Regions from separate parts of the Zea mays genome. Here region 2 is linked to region 1. A link is a contact called in public Hi-C data. All regions are on one chromosome and are shown on one strand. The core of a region is the stretch at or near the end of the contact, and the rest is flanking DNA. Distances in the headings are between cores, read along the strand shown.

Region 1 (4,517 bases), core at 1,067-3,566:
CTAATTTTCAAAATAAGACCTAGGGTGTTACAATACGAGCCCATGTCAGAGGGACAAGACATGTCATCACCAAACTACGTCCGAGCCTCGGGTATGGCGTCGAAAGGTCTCTGACGAACGTCAAGCGACACCTCGCCACATACTGTCTCAGGCGAACCACTACCCGCGGATAGGTCCAGTCAATCCCAGTTGAAGGGATCTCAACATGAGAATGTCTACAGTGATCACGATATCTGGAAAGATGTAACAGATACACCATACCGGGTGTATGTCTACGCACGTAGGCAAGTGGCGCAGGCCCATGACAACAGGCGAAGCTACGGTACGCGCTACCGTGCCACGGGACCCACCGCGCACTACTACAAAGATATCGGCAGTAGACTCGCTACATGGACCCGTATGACGAATAAGCGAGACGGTGTGCCATACCAGGGGTACGACTACGCACGACCCTACGGACAACGCGACACCAAGTGCACAACGACATGCCGGGGCAACAGACCAACCTCATACCAAGTAGAGAGCAGGCCACCCCTATAAGGTCCTACCCTTGAACTATTAAAGGGCATGCCTTCTTTCTTATATAGACACACAAGCACACTTATTGCAACACGCTCAATAGCAATGCTACAATCAGCAATACACTGGAGTAGGATGTAAACTCGAACCAGTATAAACTCCGTGTCCCAAGTTCTTCGTCCGAGTCCCAACAATTCATCATTAGGAATAGATCCGCACTAGCACAAATCTTACTGCCTATGATTTTCGAAACCACGACACTGTCTATTCGCGAAGAACATTTCTTTTACGACTTTTTATACTTGTTGTTTTTTAACTGCATTTATGATCTAGATGTTCTATTTTTTATTTGTCTCGTATATTTAGAAAATCGTTTAGTCTTTAGGTTGTTTGGCTTCGAGATGACTTCTCCAATGATATTAACGTCCTGTTTTGCACAACTTTTCCACCGCGCTTGTACTTTTTTTCTCAAATGTAATAAAATAAATAAAATATAAGACCGGCTATATTTCAGTGTCTGAAATATAATATATTTTTAATATAATGATCGTTATTGCTAGCTCATGAACATGCAAAGCTGAGGTTTATCTTAATATAGAAAAAAAGCAAAGCGACAAGATGGACATACACAATATCTCTTCAAAAGGAGATAAAATTTAAACGGCTAACGATTTAGAAAAAAATGATAAAAATATAGTCGTAGTCCTTAAAAAAGCAGGCACCGAGAAAGAAACGGAAAAGCGGATTTTTAATTATGTAATAAAACCCGGGAAAAGGGTGTGACTGTGAGCAAGTAAAAAGGCACCGGATTTCGAAAAGGGCGGGGGAGGGGGCAGCCCAGTACAGGCTGCAGCACTAGTGGACGGGACGGCGGTGCCTGCCTGTATGTCCTCTTCCTCCCTCTCTCATCTGAGGCCATCTCTCTCTTCCGCGATTACCGAGGCAAAGCCCCAAAAGACAGTGCAGGGCACGGGCTGGCACGCAGCCTCTGCGCCGCTCCACCACTCCCCACCGCCAGTCCGCCACCATCCATCCAGTACAGGACAGTGCAGCAGGCGTGGCTGCGTCTGTGCGTGGAGCGGCATCGTCTTTCTCTCTCTCCCGTGTGCACGCTGCACCCACACAGACACAGCCAAACCCCCGAACCATTTCTTCCCAAAGCCCCAAACCAAAACCCCCCCTTCCTCTCTCCAGTCTCCACCCGTGCCGCCGGTGGAGGCCGCCGGATCGCGGCGCGCAATGCTTCTGCCGCCGCCTCCCGCCTTCCTCCCCCTCCTCTTCTCTTTGCTGCTACTGCTCCCGGCTGCTACCATTTCCACCACCCAAACAAATGCCACCCTGCCGTCGCCGCCTCTGTTTCCGCCTCCGCCGCCGGCGGCACCGCATCCTCCCCATCGCCACCACCACACCGCGTCTCCTCGCACCACACTGACGCCGCGGCCGCCACCCAGCCTGACCCCTCCTCCGCGCCACCCTACACCCACTCCCGTCGCCGTGCCGCCGGCACAGGCGTCGCCTCCGACGCCACCGCCCACCCCCACGCCAGCGCCGCCGGTCGCCACTCCGCCGACGCCCAAGTACCCGTCCTCCTCCGCCACCCCCTCCACCGGGGATCCATACCCCTTCACCAACAACCCCTTCTTCCCAACAGCCAACTCGCCGCCGCCGCCAATCCCGGCCACCGAGACCCAGCCCTCCTCCTCCGGCGACGGCAGCCTCCCGACGTTCCCGGCCAACATCTCCACCCTCGTCGCCCCGACCCCGCGCGCCTCCGGCTCCCGCCGCTTCCCCGTGCTCCAGACGCTGCTGCTCTCCTTGCTCTCCCTCTGCCTCATCCTCCTCTCAGCGCTCCTCTCCATCCACCTCGTCCGCCGCCTCCGCCACCGTGGTGGCGCCGCGGCATCCTCCCCCTCCGCTGCCCAGCGCCGCTCCGCAAGTAACCACCACCAAGACGACGACAACGACGACGGGGACGAGGAGGGCCGCAGCCTCAAGCCGCCACCAATGCCCACCTCCTCCACTAACCCCAGCACTGAGTTCCTCTACCTCGGAACCCTCGCCACCCCGCCGCCGCCGGGGCCGCAGCACCCCGGGACAAGTTCCAGTCTACGCCCTGGCTCGCCGGAGCTCCGCCCTCTGCCTCCGCTTCCGCGCGTCGGCCCGCCGTCCGGCGAGTTCTTATCCCGCAGCTCCGCTTCCGACCCCAGCACCGTGCCTCCCGCCGCCGCTGCCGATGCCTCGTCGTCCTCGCTCTCTCCCTCCTCGCCGTCGGCATCCTCGCCCACGCTCGGCTCTAGCCCCGTCCATTTCCGCCCGCCGACCATCCCCCAGCCGCGTGGCCGAGCCCCCAATCCCTCGCCGCCTAAACGGAGGCCGTCGCCGCCCAAGGGTGCTGCGGAGCCAGTGGCGGCGCACGGGTGGAACCCCTTCGTGCCGCTGCCGCCGCGACCAGCTGTGGCTTCATCAGATGATGGTGACTCTGATCAGATGATGGACCTGCGCAAGTCGCGGCCTTTGCACTCGGACAAGCTCAAGCCCGGCTCTTTGCAGTAAGACCAACTCTTCGCGTTCCCTCTTCTTCATCCGGACCGATTCGATTTCTGAGGTTGCCTCTGCCCTATGTGCTATAGCATGAAGGACGAGGTGATCCAGCTATACCTCAACAATTCGGCAGCAGTTGCGGCACCAAGGGAGGTGTGTTTGCTTGGTGCCCTCAGGTGTCATGGCATCGGGATGATTGTAGGAGCATTGGGAGTTTCCAAGGAGCAACTGAAGGATGCACTCTTGGAAGGTACATATGGTTTGATCTTTGCTCGTATAAGGCAACCCAGTTTGAGTTTTCTCTGAATATGCTGACAAAGTTGCAATCTCTCTTGGACGAAAGTATTCTAGTGTTTATTACTTGTGGGAGGACCTTCAAATTGCTTGTGCCATTGCCGATTGGCCATGTTTGTAGCATCATCACATGGCGCCATGTTGATTATGAGTTACGTGAATGATTGTCTCTGATGAACGTTGGGGCCTTACCAATGGGCCACACGGCATGGCCCTCCTACTGTCATACGTTTTGAAAAAAAAAACAGAGTTACACAGCCCACTTTCATTTTAGGTGCATTGTTTATTTCCTAGAAAGAGATCACATTTAGGGTACCATTGGAGCGTTTTGTTGTCCATGTGTTCAACTTCTTCATGCGGTGACAAACCTGTCCTTTCAAGGTGCACCACTCCACTCTTTGTTTTGCATGTCGTAGCAAATCTGTTTTGGTTCCTGAAGTTGATCAATTACTAATTTCTTCAATCCTTCATGCTATGCCTTTATGTGGTTATATGCTTTCTAGCTACTAACTGTAGCATATTTCTGTATGCTGGGTACAGGTAATGTACATGGTTTGGGAGTGGAAGCCTTGCAGATGCTCACTCAGATGGTGCTCAGCAATGAAGAAGAGCTCAAGATCAAATATTTCAAGGATGACTCCCTGAACAGACTTTGCCCAGTTGATGTTTTTTTGAAGGCAATGCTGGATGTTCCATTTGTGTTCAAGAGAGTAGATGCCATGCTTTACATTGCCAGCTTCTATTTGGAGATCAATCGGCTGAGAATGTCGTATGCTACTCTTGAGGTAATGCCATGTTCTTTATGGAATACAACATAGTTATACTGGGCAGAGATTGCTTCTGCTGAAATGATATCTACCTTCTTTTGACTATCATGTATTCATATCTGAATGTTTCATCCATGTTGTTTATTCATCTAGGGGGCTTGCCAGGAGATGAGAAGCAGCAGGCTGTTCCACAAAGTCCTTGAGGCTGTTGTGAATTTCGGCAATTTCATGAGCACCAATTCGGGGTCTCCAAGTTCAAAAGGCTTGGAGCCAAACACTGTTCTGAAGATAGCTGATGTGAAAGGAGCTGATGGGAAGGCTGCTCTCATGCAGTTCATTGTCCAGGAAATTGTGAAACCTGAAGGATATGATGTGATGCAGCATGGTTCAGGTGCA
Region 2 (4,517 bases), core at 1,450-3,949, 610 kb before region 1:
AGTAAGTATTAGTTTCTTGAAAAAAATGCAAGAGGAACTCACATTTTCTACCGAAGACTTCAGTGAAGGAGCTGGATGAAAAGCAGTCTCCATAGTCTTGCACATGTTGATCAGCACTGGGTGGTTCAACAAAAGCCGTCCCTCCTGTAGACAAGCCAAGACTGGACCTGGAGGTACTGAGGACATCACCCCAAGAAATCGAAGGTATGCCAGGAGCATTTTCTTGTTGGTCCACCAAATTACCAAGGTTAAGCATGCCCAGCTTCCCCTTGAAGGCTTGACCTCGTTGATGTTCCAGACCACCTGCAGGACTTGAGCCTATGGGATGGGCCTTATCGAGTGGAGAAGTGAAAATAGGCTTGCTCCCTGACATCAACGAACATGAACAAATACACTCAGTTCCTGAAGAGCTGTTGAGTCTATTGTCATGTTACAGCCTTCAACAAATGAGTCTGATGATACGTTGATCAAGGGCATTTAATCGCTAACTGTGCTCAGTGAACCATCCAACTAATTCCTACCTAATGGTCTTGAGCAGAGGCTGTATAAACATTCAAGGAATAAGGGATGGCCAGGCTCATTCCGTGCCCAACTGCATCCAAAATGCTTACTTAAAAGTTGGACGCCAATGGATTAGGAAACCTAAGTGGCATGTATGTAGCAGTCCTGGCAAGAGAAAGAGTGAACTAATTTTCTGGTTTTGGCCAGTTAGTTGTTAATAATAAGGTGCAAAGGAAAATCAGGACAGGATATCTCCCCATCCCTGCACAATTTGTAAACATGAATCACGAGGTTATCAGTTGGTATCTGGAGGACGAGTTGGACTAAGGCAAGTTAGGCATGTATCATTTTAGGATAATTTATTTATTGAAGGTACAATAACCCCACTAACTACCAACAGGCAACAGCAAGTATAGAAAGGTCCATACATTCTGCAAGGGTGTCAATACACGAGGGAATGAGAGAGGGGGTGAAAAGAAAGAAAGAAAGGCCTAACTGACAGTTTGCATCATGCAAGAAGAAACAATCATATGAAACAGCAGCCGCAAGTTCTTTTTTTTCCCTAAAGAAATGAAGCATGTTGCGCACCTTTGTGATCGACCATTGACTCTGACGATTTCCAGAATCCAACTTGCCTCTGTGTAAGAAAGGCACGACTGATTTTTGCCTGATTAATCTGACAAGAGAAGGGAAAAGAAAAGAAAAGAAGAAACAAGCTTGCTAACCTCAGTGGGGACGAGATCCTGGGAGAAGAATGATGAGGACGACGGCGACTCTGACAGGGGAGCAATCGGGGACAGGTGGCCCCTGTCAACGGCTCCCGACGCTATCACCATCGGTGCAGCGCAGGATTACAGGAAGCCCTTTTGTTTTATTTGGCGGGGCTTGGCAACCCAATCCAACTCAACGCAAGAACTGCAACGGCTGGAGGTTGTGGCCCCTCTCGACCATTAACTGCTTCCTGCTTAAGAAACATCGAAAGGATGCATGAGGAGAAAGTCTCGTTGGTTCATTCACTGCAGGTAGTTATCCGATCGTCATTGACGAATAGACAGCAGGCGACGAAGACAGGTTTTCTTGATCGTGGCCATGGAAAGGATTCACGGTATCTATCTATTTATTTACTTATGCTTTTAAAGAAGGCAAGTAAGTAGTTCATAAATGGTTTCGATCAAGAGAGGCAAGGATGCGGAGCAGGCAAATGGAGACAGGTTAGAGGGAGGAGGAGGAGGAGGAGGAGGAGGAAAGGGGGAAATCGGAACTGACCGAAACAACAAGGGAAATCCGGTTCTTGAATGCTTTGCTTGCTATTGGCTTATGAGGTATGGTGGACCGGTAGCCCCCCAAGATTAATCAGCGGGCGGCTGTGCCTGCAGTATGGCAGAGCGATTTGTAAGCAGTGGTAATGGCAGAGCGAGGCAGGCTGGGTCCTCTATCTAGCGCTTGCTTGGTGATCGTGTCGCAGCGGCAAGCACGCCCTGCCCCTGCCCTCTCGGAGAAGAGAAGTAGAGAAGAGACGGGAGGGAAAGAAGGGGATTAGAAGTGGAGAAGGCATTATTGCTTGAGACGGCAAGTGGAGGGGATGGATTGGAGGGGCTCCATTGGAGTGGAGTGCGGTGTTGGAGAAGCGAGAGAGGATGCGGAGGCGAGGGAATGCTGGAAGATGGAAATGGAAACGGGAGTGCGCGGAAGGATAAGCTAGGCAGCACGCGTACGCGATTCCAATTCCGACCACGTTTCCGGTCCAAATCACCTTCCGCCGCCTTCAGCTTCGCTTGGGGGGGATGGGGTTGGGGAAGCAACAGATGGCGCAGATGGCTTGCCGCCGCACGCAACGCCAGCCAACACGCCCGCCGTTACGCATACAGCAAGTTAAGTGGAGTTGCTTACTGGACTTTGGATTCACGGATCGGAGGAGGAGGAGGAGGAGGAATAGATCGACGTCGACGACGTACTCCTTCCTTGCTTCCTCTGGACTATCTGAGACTGATGAGAGTTTTTTTAGAGAAAGAGAGCAAGCAGGGGAAGAACAGACAGTCACAGGCAGATGCATGTAAAAAGAGTTGAGTATGCCATTGCCGCACCTCTTTCTCTCTCTCTAGGTCGCATGTACTGCTGCTGTACGATGCGATGCTTCCTCGGCGGGGGCGACGGGCGAGGGCGGGTCGCCGGCCGGAGCCCGAGGAGACGAGGCAGCAGATGCTTGTCTTGTTGTTTCTTTTTCGTTTCCAACTACACAACTCGATTCCGACTCTGATTGATTTGACTGATGAGAGAGAGAGGTAGTACTGTGCTACTAGCAGTGGCAGGAAGTACTAGACAAGAGAGAGAAATGGCTGGTTCAGGCAGCTGCTGCCTCCCTCTCCTCTCCTCCCGTTGTTTTTGTGCTGTTTTGGTTGGGTGGGGAACAATAATGATGGCGGGATGGGTGCAGACGAGAGAGAGAGAGAATGCAGTCCATCACAGGAACAGAGGATGATGATGATAACAACAATGAAGATGAACCAACGTGGTCGAAGTAAGTACATTTATTTATTTTACAAATGATATGAGAATAATGCTCTCGCCTTCCTCTAATCTCCTTGGACTGGAGGTCCTTGTGTTCCTGTTCCTGCCGCGAGGAACACGAGGAAAGGAGAGGGGAGCCACAACAAGAAACGCCTCCGTCTCTGTCTTCGATGGAATTGGAACGCCACAGAAAAAAAAATCGCTAAAACAAAGCAAGCAATCGTGTTGCTGCTGTCGCTGTCCCGCGGTTGCAACTAACCCCTGGACGGAACATTTTCATCCCTGAACAATTGGATTGGTTTTTCAAATATAAAAACAGCATTATCTAACTCTAAGCTTCTAGATCATAAATACAATTAGGTCCCGTTTGTTTCCTTTCATTTCGAAGAATTTGAATCTTACTAATGAAATAAACTATTTTTTTAGAATATGACATTCCACCACTTTCCAAAGTTATCATATAAGCTTAACTCAAATTCATGGGGTGAGAGATGGAAATCGATTCTATAGATTTACATGCTATTTTTTCGATGTACAACTTATAGCACATTCTTCTACTTGCACCTCTATAACATAAATGTAGTATATAATCATCTCTCTCATATGATTTAAGATAATATATAAATATATTACATATATAAATATATAAACTTAATTAGATTTGTCTAAATTATAATTATTAAAATGAAATTCAATTCCAACGAAACAAACGAGCCCTTAAGAAAATATATATGGAGAATCGTGTAAAGACGAATTCTTCGTGAAAAGTCTATCTCTTATTTTTTTCAATTAACTTATAGGAATCTCATATTAAATGAGAATGTACATACTCTAATGTTGTGTTTAGTCTCACGGAGATTGAGAATTCTGTGATTATGATACTCCTAACATGTAGTTTGGTCTGGTTTCTTTCTATTTTGACCCTTGTTAGGTTTTTTCACAAATATGTCCTTTCTAGTTTGAATTTAGTAAATGAATCCTCAGGTTGGCGTCGTCGCAATTGGCGTCGACTTTACACGTGTTGGCACCAATTGCTCTGACGTCTAGATCTTGTTGACATGGCCAGGACGCTCCCCGTGGTCGGTGACGTGGCGGGTCGGTGCCAGAGATCTTGGCGTCGACGTGGCGGGGGCCGGTGCCAAGATTCGTGGCGACAACCCCTTAATACATGTCCATCGGGTTTCTCTTTTCTCGCTCACGCTTATTCGTCGCTTCCTCTCACCCTCCACCTCCAACCATCGTCGCGCCGCCGCATCGCCCCACACCGTTGCCCTGGCCCACACCCGCGCACAAAGGCGTCGGCGCGTGGCCCCACGTCGGCAAGCCGTCGAGCCCGACGCCTGCGCGACACCATGCTGACACACCACCGCTCTGCCATCTTGCCTCCCTCAGCTCCCCACGCCCGCACCATCGCCGCTGACCTCTGCCTCGACTTCACCGCCGGCTGTCGAGCTCGCATTGCACGAGGTAATTTAGTTACAAAATTAGCAAAATTTTCTAGTTCGGAA

What was found. Hi-C and Micro-C count contacts between places; a contact is called where the count stands out from the background.
Region 2: a contact with region 1 is called in a Hi-C map of endosperm, with 3 times the contacts expected there. The contact joins the promoter of LOC100383420 here to the promoter of LOC100382909 in region 1. A contact is called at or near these places in 10 of 25 Hi-C or Micro-C datasets (ear, endosperm, leaf and 3 more) and 1 of 3 datasets of contacts at active chromatin or transcription factors (leaf).

What each region holds. Positions count from the first base shown.
Region 1 is chr6:51,981,599-51,986,115 of Zm-B73-REFERENCE-NAM-5.0, reverse strand. It overlaps LOC100382909, which reads left to right and starts at 2,316. Exons shown (of 4, transcript NM_001175597.1): 1 at 2,316-3,068; 2 at 3,150-3,310; 3 at 3,895-4,139; 4 at 4,275-4,517. The coding sequence starts at 2,524.
Region 2 is chr6:52,587,688-52,592,204 of Zm-B73-REFERENCE-NAM-5.0, reverse strand. LOC100383420 (Protein MEI2-like 1) reads right to left here and starts at 2,699. Exons shown (of 16, transcript NM_001176072.1): 1 at 2,586-2,699; 2 at 2,392-2,487; 3 at 1,227-1,462; 4 at 1,090-1,138; 5 at 43-366. The coding sequence starts at 1,337. It overlaps LOC103629300 (a long non-coding RNA gene), which reads left to right and starts at 2,279. Exons shown (of 3, transcript XR_004850149.1): 1 at 2,279-3,019; 2 at 4,076-4,476.